2 separate regions of the Zea mays genome follow, and region 2 is linked to region 1. A link is a contact called in public Hi-C data. All regions are on one chromosome and are shown on one strand. Each heading gives the region's core, a stretch centred on a gene start, on an enhancer-like site or on the middle of the called end of the contact. The rest is flanking DNA. Distances are from core to core; before and after follow the strand shown. Region 1 holds the start of LOC100502161 (jasmonate-regulated gene 21). Region 2 holds the start of TRNAG-UCC (transfer RNA glycine (anticodon UCC)).

Evidence for each region. A called contact is a pair of places that touch in the nucleus more often than the background predicts.
Region 2: a Hi-C map of ear shows a contact between it and region 1, with 2.0 times the contacts expected there. The contact joins the enhancer-like site here to the promoter of LOC100502161 in region 1. A contact is called at or near these places in 2 of 25 Hi-C or Micro-C datasets (ear and tassel).

The regions. Positions count from the first base shown.
Region 1 is chr3:187,946,901-187,954,508 of Zm-B73-REFERENCE-NAM-5.0, forward strand. LOC100502161 (jasmonate-regulated gene 21) reads right to left here and starts at 4,871. Exons shown (of 4, transcript NM_001196639.1): 1 at 4,765-4,871; 2 at 3,765-4,331; 3 at 2,037-2,373; 4 at 95-492. The coding sequence starts at 4,288. The coding sequence ends at 229.
Region 2 is chr3:188,483,679-188,491,286 of Zm-B73-REFERENCE-NAM-5.0, forward strand. TRNAG-UCC (transfer RNA glycine (anticodon UCC)) reads right to left here and starts at 7,014; the gene lies at 6,943-7,014. Within about 2 kb of position 3,768, at least 13 of the 20 cell types and tissues checked have an H3K27ac peak or open chromatin away from gene starts, as enhancers often do. A contact at or near this core is called in ear and tassel, where this site is marked.

The DNA of each region.
Region 1 (7,608 bases), core at 3,621-6,120:
ACCGAAGGTAGTAGGTTGGTCTTACACATGCATGTGTTATTTCAGATAAGATTATACTTGGTCCGCCGGTGGAGCCAGCCAACTCATAGCATGTAGCCAACTAACTCCAGATTATATTAGCAATTGCCATTAGCTAGGATACACACGCAGTTGTTTATTAACTAGCAAGCTAGTACGTACGTACTGTAATTAATGTACGTAGGCTGCAGGTGCATGGTGGCGAATTAATTAATTTTCTGGTGATGCCTGGCCCTTGAGAGCCTCGATCTGCGCCTTGCCCCTGGCGCCCTTACTCCTCACGTAGAGCCTGTACTCGTCGAAGGTCATCGTCGGGTAGAGCGGTGGCAGCTTCGCGGCCGTGACCAGCTCCGGCGCCGGGGAGATGGGGACGTCGCCCTTGGGGTTGTAGAAGATGGCGAGGGATATGCGCTCCTCCTCGGCGTTCACGACCACCCGGTGCTCCACGCTCTTGTACACGGAGTTGCTCATTATCTGTCCATGCATGCATGAGTGAATAAATAATTCAACATTCTCAGTGTCAGTATTAATTATAGCTATATATGAGCGAGGTTTTTTCGATGCATGCATGAACGGACAGTTACATGCATCTAGCATTCGTATTCAAAAGGAAAGGTGGAGTTACGTACGTAAACAGTAGCATGCATGCATACATTGACACATATATACTTACACCATTAGATATACAGCGGTACGGTCGTTGGTCTGTTACTTCTAGTTGAAGTTTATTAATTACGGTAAGGCCCCGTTTGTTTTCTTTCATTTTGAGGAATTAAAATCTTACTAATGAAATATGCTATTTTTTAGAATGTGACATTTCACCACTTTCTAAAGTTATCATATAAGTCTATCTCAAATTCATATGGTGAGAGATGAAAATTGATTCTATAGATTTACATGCTATTTTTTCGATGTACAACTTATAAGACACTTTTCTACTTGCTTTGCTATAACATTAATGTAGTATATAACTATCTCTCTCATATGATTTAAGATAATATACAAATATATTAGATATATAAATATATAAACTTAATTAGTTTTGTCTAAATTATAATTATTAAAATGAAATTCAATTCCAACGAAATAAACGGGGCCTAACAGTAATTCTGTTCATGCATGTGGAGCAGGGGATTAGCTAACTTGTACAGTTGTACTACAGTCTACACAGAGCCTACAACTACACAGGTGCAAATATTGTTAGCGGCTGCCAGCTGGCTGGCCGCCGGTGCATGCAACATATACGTGGGATATACAGATGATTGGCTTGTGCACCTGTGCATGTGCTTTCGCGCGTGGTGCGCGCGATTCGTCAGTTGTCACCGTACAGTACGGTAACATGCATGCAACTCTGTCCTCGGTTGCTGCTTGTGCACGATAAATCTTAAGATTGCGCTCGATCGATGATCGTCACCGGCTCACCGCCCATGCATGTGTTCTCATGCAAACTACTAGCTAGTACTGATATAGGAGTAGTACTAGCTAGTAGCATCTATCTAGTATTGATTCCAGCATGCACGTACACCGACGATTAGTTTGTTTCAGAGTCAACTACCTGCTGAATTAATACAGGTTTTTTTTATAAGCAGAGCTGAATTAAGACTGTTCCTGACGTATAGTATACACAGATAAGATCCATCGATCGGATCCTTTTGTCCTTAAAGTGTTTTTAATAAAACTAATCATTCACGAGTTATCTATCCAGAGATGCAGCTAGCTATCGATTCTTTTAAATTCCAACCGATGCAAGGCGAGCGGCAGCGCACTAACTAGCTGTACGCGTGTAGGAGTGCCGACCAACCACAAGACCAAATACTTCACGTTTGTACAATACGTGACAGAGATCTGTCGTCGACATCGACTAGTACGTAGCTCCAGGAAGCCACGCATCTAGACGAGCTGTGGACGACGCGCGATCGGGCACGCTAGCTATAGTAGAGAGTAGGGACGATACAGCCAACATGCACAAGATGTATACCTAGCTTAATTAGCTGGAACGATGTTGGTTGCTATATTACCTGGACTTGGTCGCCGACGTTGACGATGAAGGCGTCGCGGACGGGGCGCACGTCGACCCAGTCGCCGGCGCTACGGCGGACCTGCAGGCCGCGGACGTGCTCGTCGGCGAGGAGGGCGGTGAGGACGCCCGGGTCCGAGTGCGCGGAGAGGCCCAGCGTCAGGTCCGGCTGCGGGCACCGCGGGTAGTAGTTGGCGCGCAGGGTGGCGCCGCAGCAGCCCGCCCCGCCGAACGCCCGCTGAAGGTGCGCCTCGTCCAGCCCTAGGCTCACTGACATCACCCGCATCAGCAGCTCGCACAGCCGCACCACCTCGCGTCCGTACTCCTCGGACACCTCCCTGTATATAGCATATATACACGCACATGATGTATACACATCAATACAGTACATGAGCCGCTAGCTACTAGCTATACTGTTGTACGTACGTGCATGTCAGTAACTAACAGTAATCTTGTCCTTCGACCACGTGTATGTGCCGGTTTTTTACTGCAGCAACGGGCAGTCCCAGCACAGCCAATTTGGCACCTGGCATGCATGCAGGAGTAGAAGCGTGCTAGGAACGAGGTCTACAACGACAGGGACACCCCTTTTATGATTTAGCAGCAGCACGTCCCGGTGCCGTGCTACTCGCCTACCCCCATAGCTTTGGAATTCTTGACCAGCTGCATGCGTTGCGCTGTGGCTCTCTAGGCATTTTGCATGCATGAAAGCACCATGGACCTACTTTCCATTTTTCATGCACGTGTTGTATTTGGACGCTGAGTCATTGCTACGGCGGGACTTGTTTTCTATGGAGTACTTAAAAGTGTTATCTATGCATTTTAGGCCGGCTCCACCCAATGACTAGGGAACAAGATGTAATGGTTGCTGGAGAAGTACGGCATGCATGGGCAGGGACAGTTACGTTAATCTATTTCCTAACAGTCAGTGCACTGTCGTTCTCTCTGGTAAAACATCATTAATCCTAAATATGTGTTCATTAAGGATAGAACAATTAAATATAGCTGTGTAGTTTTCGCAGTATGTCACTGATAAAAAACATTTTTTTGCCAAGGACATCCTTTTTCTACACACTCTTGTTTAAACATATTGTATTTAATATATACACAAAAAACAAAGCCATATAATCATATGAACTATATATAGCATCATCTAAAATGTTGAACTGTGAAACTTTGAGATTCACTTTTTCTTCCATATAGGCATATGCCCAAACAGAAGAAAAGGTGAATCTCAAAGCTTGCAGGGTTCAATCAAACTCAAGCTAGCCCACTCTTCCTAGGGGCCGGGGGGTCTATGTAGCAGCACCTTATATAGTACTCCTACACATAATTAATGAAAGTTTCATAAGAACAGTTCAATTCTCCTCGATAGCCAGAAATTATTTCATGCATGTGTTCCAAACGGGATGGAATCGGAGCTAGCCTCGTGTTGATTACCTAGTACATAACAACATCGCCACAGCTCTAAATGCATGCACATGCATGATGGGAAGGCACGCTAAAATTTGTTGCAGCCCGGCTGCAAACCAGGCTATTTGCAGCCCCTCACAAAAAGGTGGATAGGCCCCACCTGCAGGTCCACCAGATAACGTTTTAGTTGTATTATTTACCTGCGGGTGGGACCTATCCTCCTTTTTGTGAGGGGCTGCAAACAGCCTGGTTTGCAGCCGGACTGCAACAAATTTTTTTCCAAGAAGAAGGGTACGAAATTTGGAAGTGGGCGTACTTGCAGTTGCCGGGCACGGCCGGCCAGAACTTGGGCGTGCTCTTGGCCGCCTCCGGCGCGAGGTGGAGGAAGAAGTAGTCGCCCCAGTCGAGGGCGGCGCCCTTCTGGACGCCGAGGCGGCTGCCGTAGCCCTCGTACGTGCGGGGCGAGTTGGCGTAGCGCTGCCTCTCCGCGAGCGGGCGGCGGAAGAAGCCGCGCCAGGCCTCCCGCGCCGCGCGCAACAGCTCGGGGCGCACCCCGTGGCCGACCACCTGGAAGAAGCCCCACTCCCGGCACGCGGCGGCGACGGCCTCGGTGACGGCGGCGCCGCCGTCCGCCGCCAGCAGCGCGCCGAGATCGACGACCGGAATGCTCATGTCCGAGGGCTCCGTGGTCTCCTGGACTGTCGTTGCCGCCGCCGGGGACACGGCGGGGCGGTCGCACGGCGGCTTGACGTAGCAGCGCGGGATGACGGACAGGCCGCTCTCGGCCAGCGCCTGCACGCGGACGACGGGCTCCGGCCACTCCTGCATGCAGTCCGCCATCTGTGTGTATCTATATCGTCCCTTCCCTGCCGCCGCGCGCAGCCTATATGCATGCAAACAGTGAAAAGAATTAACGATCGGCGCATGCTGCTGAGAGCGAGGAAGAAGTGCATACTGCCATACTGGGTTCTGGGTCCTATACGACGTACAGTACGTGGGAAACTAGGTGACTACGGCATATGCATTCAACGCGCGAAAAAGGTGGGGGAAAACACGAGGAGGGGATCGGTCTCCGATCTTGCTCGGGAATTAAATGGAGCGCGACATGGCACGAGATGGGATCATGGGAATGCCGGTGTGGCGACTGACGACGACGACAACGACTCATGCACATGCAGTGTGGAGATGATGAGGGTGAGGTATGGACGACGCGTGCTGTGCCAATCAAAACACGTTTGATCAAGCTGATGATGAGCTTGATTCGCTAGAATACCAGCGAGAGTAGAGAGAACGTACTACAAGGGAACGTTACGTACTGGGTCAATTAGCTAGCTAGACCTCGAGTAGTTCTTGAAGAGAGAGTGAGAGAAAGAGGTGGACGGCTGAGCCTGCGGTGTGCTTGGGCCGGCCCCTTGATGCTTTGGATGGCTTAATTAGCTAGTGAGATCGAGACCCAACAGGGGTATATATAGTCAGAGATGGAAAGAGACGTTTACGAGAGAAAAAAAACAATGCCAGCGATCGAGCTGCTGGTAGGTGGTAGCTCTGCTTTGTTCGGTCCTCTGGGCGGACATGCTCGCCTGGTCTGGTTGTCGATCCGCGCGGCCGCGGGGACCGGGGGGCGAGCGGCGAGAGCGACGCACACAGCTGACGGCTGGGCACCGCGGGGGACCAAAAGCCAAAAAGGGTTGAAACGTGTTTTTTGTGCGTTATTATTGTTTTGTTTGTGCCGGATCGGCTGTGGCTGATGCTGACCACTGGATGGGCAGCTGGACTGGGTTGTAAACGTACTACTACTAGACCCTGTTTGTTTTGGCTTCTGGCAGCTTCTGGCCACCAAAAGCTGCTGCGAACTGCCAAACGCTCAGCTTTTCAGTCAGCTTCTATAAAATTCGTTGGGGCAAAAACCATCCAAAATCAACATAAACATATAATCGGTTGAGTCGTTGTAATAGTAGGAATCCGTCACTTTCTAGATCCTAAGCCCTATGAATAACTTTATCTTCCTCCACACGTAATCGTAATGATACTCAGATTCTCCCTACAGCCAGATTCTCCCCACAGCCAGATTCTCAGAAAAGCTGGTCAGAAAAAAGCTGAACCAAACAGGCACCTATTAGCCTCTCGTCCGGTCCGACCGATTTTAATTTAATCCTTTTTTTCCAGAAAAAAATCACATTTATATCCTTGCTAGTCAAAATCTTGATTCTGGACCATAGAGGTTGGCGTCAAATGCAGCTATAGAGTCGAGCTAAAATAGTTTGGTGTCATAGACAACAACGTCGATGTTGTCATGTTGTATATATTTGTGTTCGGTGTGTTCCCGTTGTTGATGCTATGACACTGACGAGGCACCCACCTTGGCTCCACAAATCTTACGAAGGTCAGACATCTTTAGAACTTGTTCCGTTATGAGTGAATTGAGAGGGATTAAATCCTAAGGATTTATGTTTGGTTATGGATGGATTGAGAGTGATTGGAGACATAAATCCTCAAGATTTAATCCCCCTCAATCCACCCATAACTGAACAAGCTATTAGTGTGGCCATTACCTCCATAGTCATTGTCTCCCTTGCTTTGTATATGCCACTTCCATCCAAAAACACACCCTCTCCCGCCGTCCTTCGGACCCACGCATACACCAACAACCCTCTCCGCCACCGAAGTCCCACCGTCCTTCGGACCCACGCATACACCAACAACCCTCTCCGCCATCGCAGTCCCGCCGTCCTTCGGGCCCACACATACACTAACAGTCCTCTCCGCCACCGCAACGCTCGTTTCCACCACGATCGTGAACGGACATCTCCCGACGTTCCAAAGAAGTATTGTGGCCAGCTGCTGTCGGGTATATATATCCACTGGGTCCTCGCGACCCAGATTCAGTCTGTGGACCGTTATAGTACCTCAGTGGGCTAGAGAGATAAACCTCGAAGACTGATTAGTCGAACTCGGCCAAAGGATGATGCAGAACTCGAATACGTGGGTGTGAAGGCATCGTAACCAACTCCCGTGCATGCATAAGACAAGATAAGCCGGATAGAGATTCACACACTTGCGAATTAGTCTGAGTCAACTCCTTAGATGAAGGCATAGCAATAGCGATCTACTTAACCATGTAAACCCTAATTCTGTCGGATATAAGGTGGGTTAGGGATCCCTACAAAACAATTGGATCCTCGATTAGGCATAGCTAGAGCATAGTTCTCGTCAACTCTATAACCTTAGACCCCAAGAGCAATTCCATCTCAACAGCACACATGATGTATGGTATTACGCTTCTTAGTGGCCCAAACCTGTATAGATCCTCGATCGTGTTCTATCGTGCTTAGCACGAACCATCGAGCTACCGTCGACTTCGCCGACCACAAAATCACTCTATGGTATATCTCATAGTGTGTTGTTAGTGCTAAACACCGATAGTTGTCGCCTTGCATCTCCGTACTTGCGTCCTCTCCACCGTGCTTCCCCACACACTCGTGTAGAATTTTTAAAGTACATAATTTGCATACTAGTGAGTTTAACTAGTAACAATTAGCATTCAGGGAAGACCATTCCCTGACTCGGGAGACTGACTTCAGGACCCACCATGGAGAGAATAATACTCCCGAGGATGTGGCCTCAGGACCTCCTTTGGCCAACAACTAGGAGGGCCTCATCTATGTGTAGGTTTATGCGGGGGCATCCTTTAAATTAATTCTTCAAAACTTTATCCCGTGGCATACAAACATAAGCCACCGAGTCCCCTTGTGCCAAGCAAACTAGGGCACCTAATGGTATAAGCCCTCGGCGGCCCTCACGCCTAGAGCACCTTTTTTTGAAAGACCAGGAGGGGGGTCCCCTACTGTAAATGCCCTAGAGCTAGAGATGGCAATGGGTACCCGAAACCCGAATACCCGACGGGTTTTACCCGATATGAAGGCGGGTACGGGATGATTTCTCTACCCGCGGGTATGTTAATGGGTAAAAACCTCTACCCGTTGGGTAGACGGGTACGGGTATGGGTTGGTACTACCCATACCCGTCTACCCGTGGGTAAAATATACCCGCATCAATAGCACTATAAACATCTAATAGAGTCCAACTTAGCTAGAATAAAACCCTTCTCTAGTTATCATTTGTCTAGATACCAAGTTATGTAATCATATGATTTGTTATAT
Region 2 (7,608 bases), core at 2,518-5,017, 540 kb after region 1:
CTTGCTGTGTTTGTTAGCTAGATTCTCGGAATTAACTCGGGGAGTTTGTTTGTAACGGGTCCAGCCCCCCTCCTCTATAAATACAGAGGTATACGGCCGATTTGGAATCATCAATCGAATCAATAACACTTCTATTTCACATTTATTTCCTGTACAATTAGGAATAGTTCTAGTCTAGTTCTAGTTTATCCTCTCAATCCCCAAATTCTCCGCTTCTCTTCGACTCTATGTCGATTAGAGGAGTCTAGGTCGGTCTGCTCGAGCCTAGACATCACCTAGGATCTCTCCTCCCCGATGGGGTCCCTCCCGGGAGCGAGATCCAGGCGTCGCCGGCGATCTTCCGCCGCCCCTGCGTACGCACGGACCATCCAGCCGTCAGGCAGAAACCCTAGCCTCGAGCCAAGCCGCGGACCGTTCGCCCTTGCGCAGAGAGCACCGTCGCTGGTTCGTGTTTAGTGATTGGCGCCCTAAAAATGTGTCAACAGGGGCAACCTGAACATCGTTGCACTTAGTCAAGATTGACGGGGGGTGTTAAACAGAGAAAGGCTTATTAAACATAGAAATGCTTATCTCTAAATATAGTTGGTTATGATCCTGGGAGATTGTTACCGCGCGCTAGGGACTCTTGGTGTTTCAAGGACATGCATGCTTTGTTCCAGGCAGACTGGTAGAGGGTACTGTACTCGACTGGCCGGGTAGGACAGTAACTTATGACATGCATGTTGGCTTTCGCAGTAAAGCTAGCATACGAGTCTGGTTGGCGCTGTGAAATTATTGCGTGTCTCCGCCACGGCGTACGTGCAATAAATTTCTATATATTAAAGCAGGGAGGAATGGCGAGCTCTGAAGATATCCACGTCACCTCTAGAATTTTCAGTCGTTCGATTAGATTTGAACGACGTCTAGAACCTCTCTGCGCGTGTCGCCACAGAAACGGTCCCTGAACAGCCACGCGATGGTTCGCGACGGCAAACGAAGGCCAGGGAAGAGGGAAAAAAAAGAACAGTCCATGAAAGCGCCGGTAGATATCCCCTCCTCCCCTAGCTGAGTAAGAGTAACCACGCCGCAGCGCCCCCGTCTGGCCGTCTCCACAGCCACGAGTCCACCGCGTCCATCCTGTTCCGGCTCCTCGCTCCACCGCTCCGACCTCCGAGTCTCGCTGTCTCCGCGACCGTGAGTCTTCGCGCTGCACTGCCGCGTCCTTCAAGTCCCCGGCTCCACCGCTCCAGGCTTCGGTATTACCGACCGCGATTTGCCGCTGCTCCGCGCCGCGTCCTCAATTCGCACCACTGCATGGCTCACCGTCTGCATCTGCTTCATCCTATCGCGTACCAACTGCGAAAAAGATATGTGTGCCACTGCCATCCATATTAACTTTTCATATTAACTTTTTACGATTCGGCTGTTCCAGGTTGCAAATTAAATATGTGACTTCGGTTTTGATTTTTTTTCCTGGTCGTTTTTCCCCGTTTATAATCAAAGCTACAGGTTTTTGTGACCTTCACTTTTTTCGTATTGGTACATTCTCTCTCTGAAGTGATTAGACATGAAGAATACATACACGTGGCTTGAAAATGCTCTAGAATCTACCATTTCCATATTTTCCGTTGTGAATTTAGAGATGTCTATAAGCACATTACAGAAATTTGTTAAATCTGAACCCAACTAAAGTTCTATAGTGTCATTTGCACTTCGGTGAGTAAGGAGAAAATGGCTTACAGGAATAATAACAGGACAAGGAACATTACAGAATTATTTGACTGTCTGTATTCACTTATTCCCTTACTGCATTTTCCAATATATATTCTTTGCAAAACTTTTAGATTCCATCGATAAATGCGTATACAATAAATGCAATTTGTAATGATTATATCTACATGCATACATACATCTTCATCATGATACACGAAATATTTAGATTACTAAAACTCTGTTTGATAGCAATAATTTTTTTTAAAAAAACTGGTTTATAAAAATTAAGGAGGTTCCAAGCATACCAGTTTATGACTCAGTTTATAGAAATTAGATTCTCGGTTTTTTAAAATCAAGGAGCTGGTCTCTCTAAAAACGGGTTTTTTAAAAACTGGGTTTTCCAAATAGGGTCTAAGTTCATTACTCATATTGACTTTGGATGCTGAGAAAACAAATATATAATTGCCTTTTATAAACTATAGCAACACTGACACAGATTCATAGATCAAATGTGTTATCCTTGTATATACGTATGCATGTCAACATGTATAAACATCGATACAACTATATCAACCAAGAATCACTCAAATTGTTTAGTTGCATACTCATTACGACTTCGAATGCTAATAAACCAAGTTGTATTTTGCTTTCTTGGGTTTGTGAGTCATTCATTTGTCCAGCAGAAAATGAATGGGTGAAACCTCTTCTTTTATGCACAGCTCCTGCCTCCTATCAAGGTTGGGGTTTTTTCCTTCAGGTTTCTTCATATGAACAAGTGACTTTATAACTCTTATTTGAACATACGCCTGATGGAAGTTTCATATTTCCGCAGTTCCAATTTGCAAACTACAGGAATTGTAATTATGGGAAACACTATAAAGAGATCCTTAAGGCTTCAACTGATAGATTAAAGAAAGGGTTTCTCAATTCTATTGTTCTCAACAAGCCTGTAGAATGGATATGCTAAATGCTCTTCTTCTTTTATCAACTAATCTATTGACCTGCAGGGTTTCAAAAAAAAATCTTTTTCATTTAGCATGTAAGTTATCATTACTATTCATCCTTCCTAATTGAAATCATTTTTTTGTCCTCATAGACAATTGTAGCTCACTTTATGCACAAAGACTAACTAAGCATGGCATATGCTCTTTTATTGCTAGACACACCTTTTGCTGAGGTGTTTTTTTTTAGTTTATATATATTATAATAATTTCCTTGTTAGTTATCACAGCATACTAAAAAACTATAGAGTTCTAATTCAGTATGAAGATAGCTCGAGCAGATTTCACTGAAGGCATAAGGTAAGCTACACACAATATCAATGTAAGATAGCGTTCACACTGCTCATGTTATATTATTTACGACCTAAACTACTCTACTACTTCAAACAATTATATATGTATATATACATCTCTAAGCAATAAGATTTTGTATCTTATGTAAACACGTCAAGAAACGGGGCGCGAGCACTTTACTAGTAGGACAATGAACGAAGCAGCATGCCTGCCTGCTTGTGCACACGGTGGACTGCGACGTTCGCCCAGTCAAGTTTGGAATAGGAGATAGGGTTTTCCTGATCGAATTCGTTGCCTTCTTTTTTTGTCTAGATTTACAGCTCCTCTGAACCGTCTCTGCAACAGCTGCTGGCAGCTACTTAACTACCACTGTACGTTTCACCTCCGGGAAAAAAGAAGAAGGGACAATCTTGCCTTGCCCGTTTCACCTCCGGACAGGTGTTTAATTAGGAGGTTGGAAGGCGCGCTTGGTGCTTGATCCATGAGCTACCAGTACTACTAGAAGTTTCATTCACCAGTCAGTGACCACCGAATGCTAGCCAGTAGCCAGGCCCAGGCAATTGCAGTTGCAGGTCGGCTGGACTGTTCCTGTGCTCCGTGATGACTCATCTAGTAGTAACATGTCAAATGCATGCCCACGTGACGGTGGGTGCCCCTGCCCTCGATCGAAAGTGGAAAGGCTGCACGCTGCAAAGGCTGCCTGGAGCCTTGGACCTCACGCACCTCACCTATTAGCATACACGCGGCGCACCATCGCCGTGAAATTATTTGGTGGCGACTACGACTAGTACCCCCCGTCCAACCAAAACCTGGCGCGACCATGTGCATGCGCAGACATCCTGTGCTACTGACCTATACTGTTGCCGCTACCACCGACTCGGACAATGACCTAATCTAGCGCGGACCATAGGCTGGTCGGCCTGATCAGTCGATATGAGCACTCAGCAGACAAGGAAATTAGCGAGCGGGTTACGGTTTTCGCACCACAATGTCAGCACGGGAGTCGTGCCCGTGTCTTGCAACCGTTTAATTAAGCATGTAGCTGACCATAACATGAATGAGAACGAAAATTTTAACGATCTATCATGTGACAGGGTTTAGTACGTCCCTTCAATTAGAGGCTTCTTGAATTGTGAGCGATAATTACCTCTTCGTAACTTGAGCTCGATTCTTTATTCCTGGCTTTCTTTGAGTTTTACATCTATCTTCTAATGTGAACCAAGCTTTCAATTCCTTTAATAAACCAACTAGGGGTGGGCACTTTTTACCATAAACCGAAAACCAAACCGTACCGAACCGAACCGAAATTTCAGTTTTTTCAGTAGTTCGGTTCGGTTTCGGTTTTTGTATCTAATAAGTTCGGTTTTCGGTATCGTAATCGGTTTTCACCGTATACCAAACCGAAATACCAAAAAAACCGAATACCAAACTTTATCAATTATCAAATTTGACTATTTAATTATGTGAACTAAATATGTGATACAATTAAATTGTTATTCACTTATTTCTATGTGATTTATGATGTATTTCTAAATATTTGTACCTATAAATTTTTTATTTTTTAAAATTATGTGTAATCTATCATGTAAACTTGTTGTATGTATTGTCTTGAGTATAAGTTTGGTATTCGGTTTTTACCGAAAAACCGAAGTAAAAAACCGAAACCGAACTTCTCGGTTTTCATTTTCTAGAAAACCGATCGATTTCTAATGTCTGTAAAACCGAAGTTTTTTAAAACCGAAAAACCGAACCGAAGTTTAGAAAAAACCGAATGCCCAGCCCTAAAACCAACTCATAGGATGCATGGCTGAATACAAACTTGCTTCATCTTAAATAAAGTTCTTCGTTTGAAGTCCACAAAGGAAACTCAATTCATCTATATTGCTTGTTGTGGATGATCAATTTCAATTACAATCAGACTTCTCCTTCATAACCAACAACCAATATATGCCCTCGACTGCTTCCTCTTCCTAAGTGGCTACACAAGATACATAATGAGTAAAATTTGAAAGCACCATGCACTTAAGATTTAGTTGTTACCACCCCCTCATTAATACGACGCGGTCTCATCATCTTCACTTTGCTCATCGTCATGTGGTAGGCTTTGTCCACAAATTGGAGTGTTGTCAAGTGCTGTTCTTTGTGGAGTGGATGTGACTTCAGGAGCCTCTTCTTCAATAACCTTTTGCTTGATTGCCTCACAAAATGGATCCTCATTTCCTGCAACATTAACAAGATCTTTGGAAACATGATTATACCTTCGGATGCTTTTACAGGGCATGTGACAATGGCAAATGCAAATTCCACAAATAGCCGACCTTTTTAGCGGTCATATTGTTTATATATTTATAGGACTGAGATTCCTTATTATCTTGTGTGAAGTTATATTTTTGCCCCTCACGTTTACATACTATTGATTCACATTTAGAGATGTACATTTCTGAGTTTTCACTATGCAAACATGCCACACACATCTCTCAGTCGAGGCCTTCTTTGGGCATCGCTTCCGATTAAGGTTTTCGCTTTCATCATCAAAGCTCCACTTACATCACTCTTTCCTTTATCTACTCTCAACTCGTTTTTGGCTAGCTAAAGCAGTCTAACGAGGATTTAGTGGATGAAGGTTGAAGTACTTTGGATCTTTTCAATCTCCTTGACATGAAATAAAGACTATAAACAACATTTGTTACCTTACACCTTTGGTAGGAGACCTTGTTCTCAATAGTGGATCTGAACATTAAAGATGAAGGTGAATTATAGAGAGAACAGAGGACATTTAATCCTAATGCGTTAGTTTCGTGTCTTAGTTGTTAGATCTAAACTTCCAAAGTACAAATCCATAAATGTAACATGCTTGTTTGTATTGCTTTTGATCTAGGGCCCGTTTGGAAGCACCACAATTTCTAAGAAACAATTGGTTTCTATTCCCAGTTTCTAGAAACTGATTTATGGGAAAAAAATTTGGGTGTGCGTGTTTGGAACCTAGTTTCCTGAAAACCAGTTTCTAGCTTTTTCGATACACAAAGACAAGTCTACCCTTGCTCTATTTTCAAAGTAATTGATTCCATTGTTCCCTTCATTTTTCTCTGATGCCAATTTTAAATATAGATTAAACTCTTTTTAAATTTAAGATTTTCATATAATAATTAAACATTCAAATAGGACAAAGCAAGCATCATGGGGATCGTATGCATAGGTCTAAGAGCGGTGGTAATCTCCATAATTTCCACCAAATCAATTAAGGGTGGTACGTAATTTGCCAGGCAAAAATTGGTTTTAGCTAGAGAAGGTTAGCTTATTGGTTTCTTAGAAATTGGGAATCTAGTTTCTGAAAACTGAAGCATAAACTGGTCTATTTGAAAATAACTCAATTTCTATAAACCAATTTCTCAAAGATTTGTTGCTTCCAAACCGGACCTTAGAAAATATAAGATGAGTCGTTTTATTTTTTATATTAACTTTGCTAGATATATCAAATCTGATTTAAATAAATTAAAGTGGTTTACAATTTGGAATGGGAGGTGTATTTTTTATTCAATATAATTTGACTTTCAATTTCTATATTAAAGTAACATTTCTGTTATCGTTTTTGGAAGGGGAATGACAGAGCTTGTGACAAAGTGGCAGACAGCTCCACCATTTTGCAGAAGTTTGAGTTTGTTTGATTAGTAACATTCACTTCTAACGGAACAAACCTTAAACTGGGCCTAAAAGTCATATACGTCACAGGCCCACAGCATCGATACCTACCGACCGTTTGCCGATGTGACAGAACAGACAAAAAGAACATGTGAAGCTTGGTTTTTATCTTTGAACAGGTTGAAATTTAACTACTTTATCTACACATCACCAAATGCATCTAAATCAAAATGGAAACTGGCGGATATATAGCTCCTCACACCTTCATATTCGTACAGAGGTTAGCTAAGCAAAAAAAATAAAAAAACAACAAAATTGCGTCTGCCGGGAGTCGAACCCGGGTCTATTGCTTGGAAGGCAATTATCCTAACCGTTGGACTACAGACGCTGCTGTGGTAATTTTATTCAGTTTATGTATTTATCACATGTTTCAGTACAATAACTTATGAAACCAACTTGTTATTATAGTATTAGTGGACTCCAATTGCTTGTCAAAGCGTTTCGCATGGGACTTACGAAAACTAACACTGTCTAAACTCCTAGAATAGAGATTAGGTCATGACACGCTCTTTTCTATCCCAATCTCTGTTACATATATGCTGCGGAATATGACAATTTGGGTCATAGTCGTCTGTGCCCAAGACTACATTTGAGTTAGCCGAGCATTTCATGGAGTGCGAGTTCTCAAACGTACCGTTTCTACAAGACGTACGATGCATAAAACCGAGTTTTTTCTACTAAAATTGCACCTTTTATTTGCGTTGGACTTTCATTTTTTTTTTCAATAATACGTTTCTCATCCTTGCAGATGCGACACCGCTCTGACTCACACTTGTTGCAAGGACCGGCATGTGGTTGAAGCAAATGAAAGAGGATGCTGGCGGGATCCCTGCCTAGCTGCACGGGCAGAGCAGCCTTCTGTCAGCCAAGGCAGCACTAGCAACAGAACAGAAACTTGTAAGGGTGCCTCCAGCAAGAGACG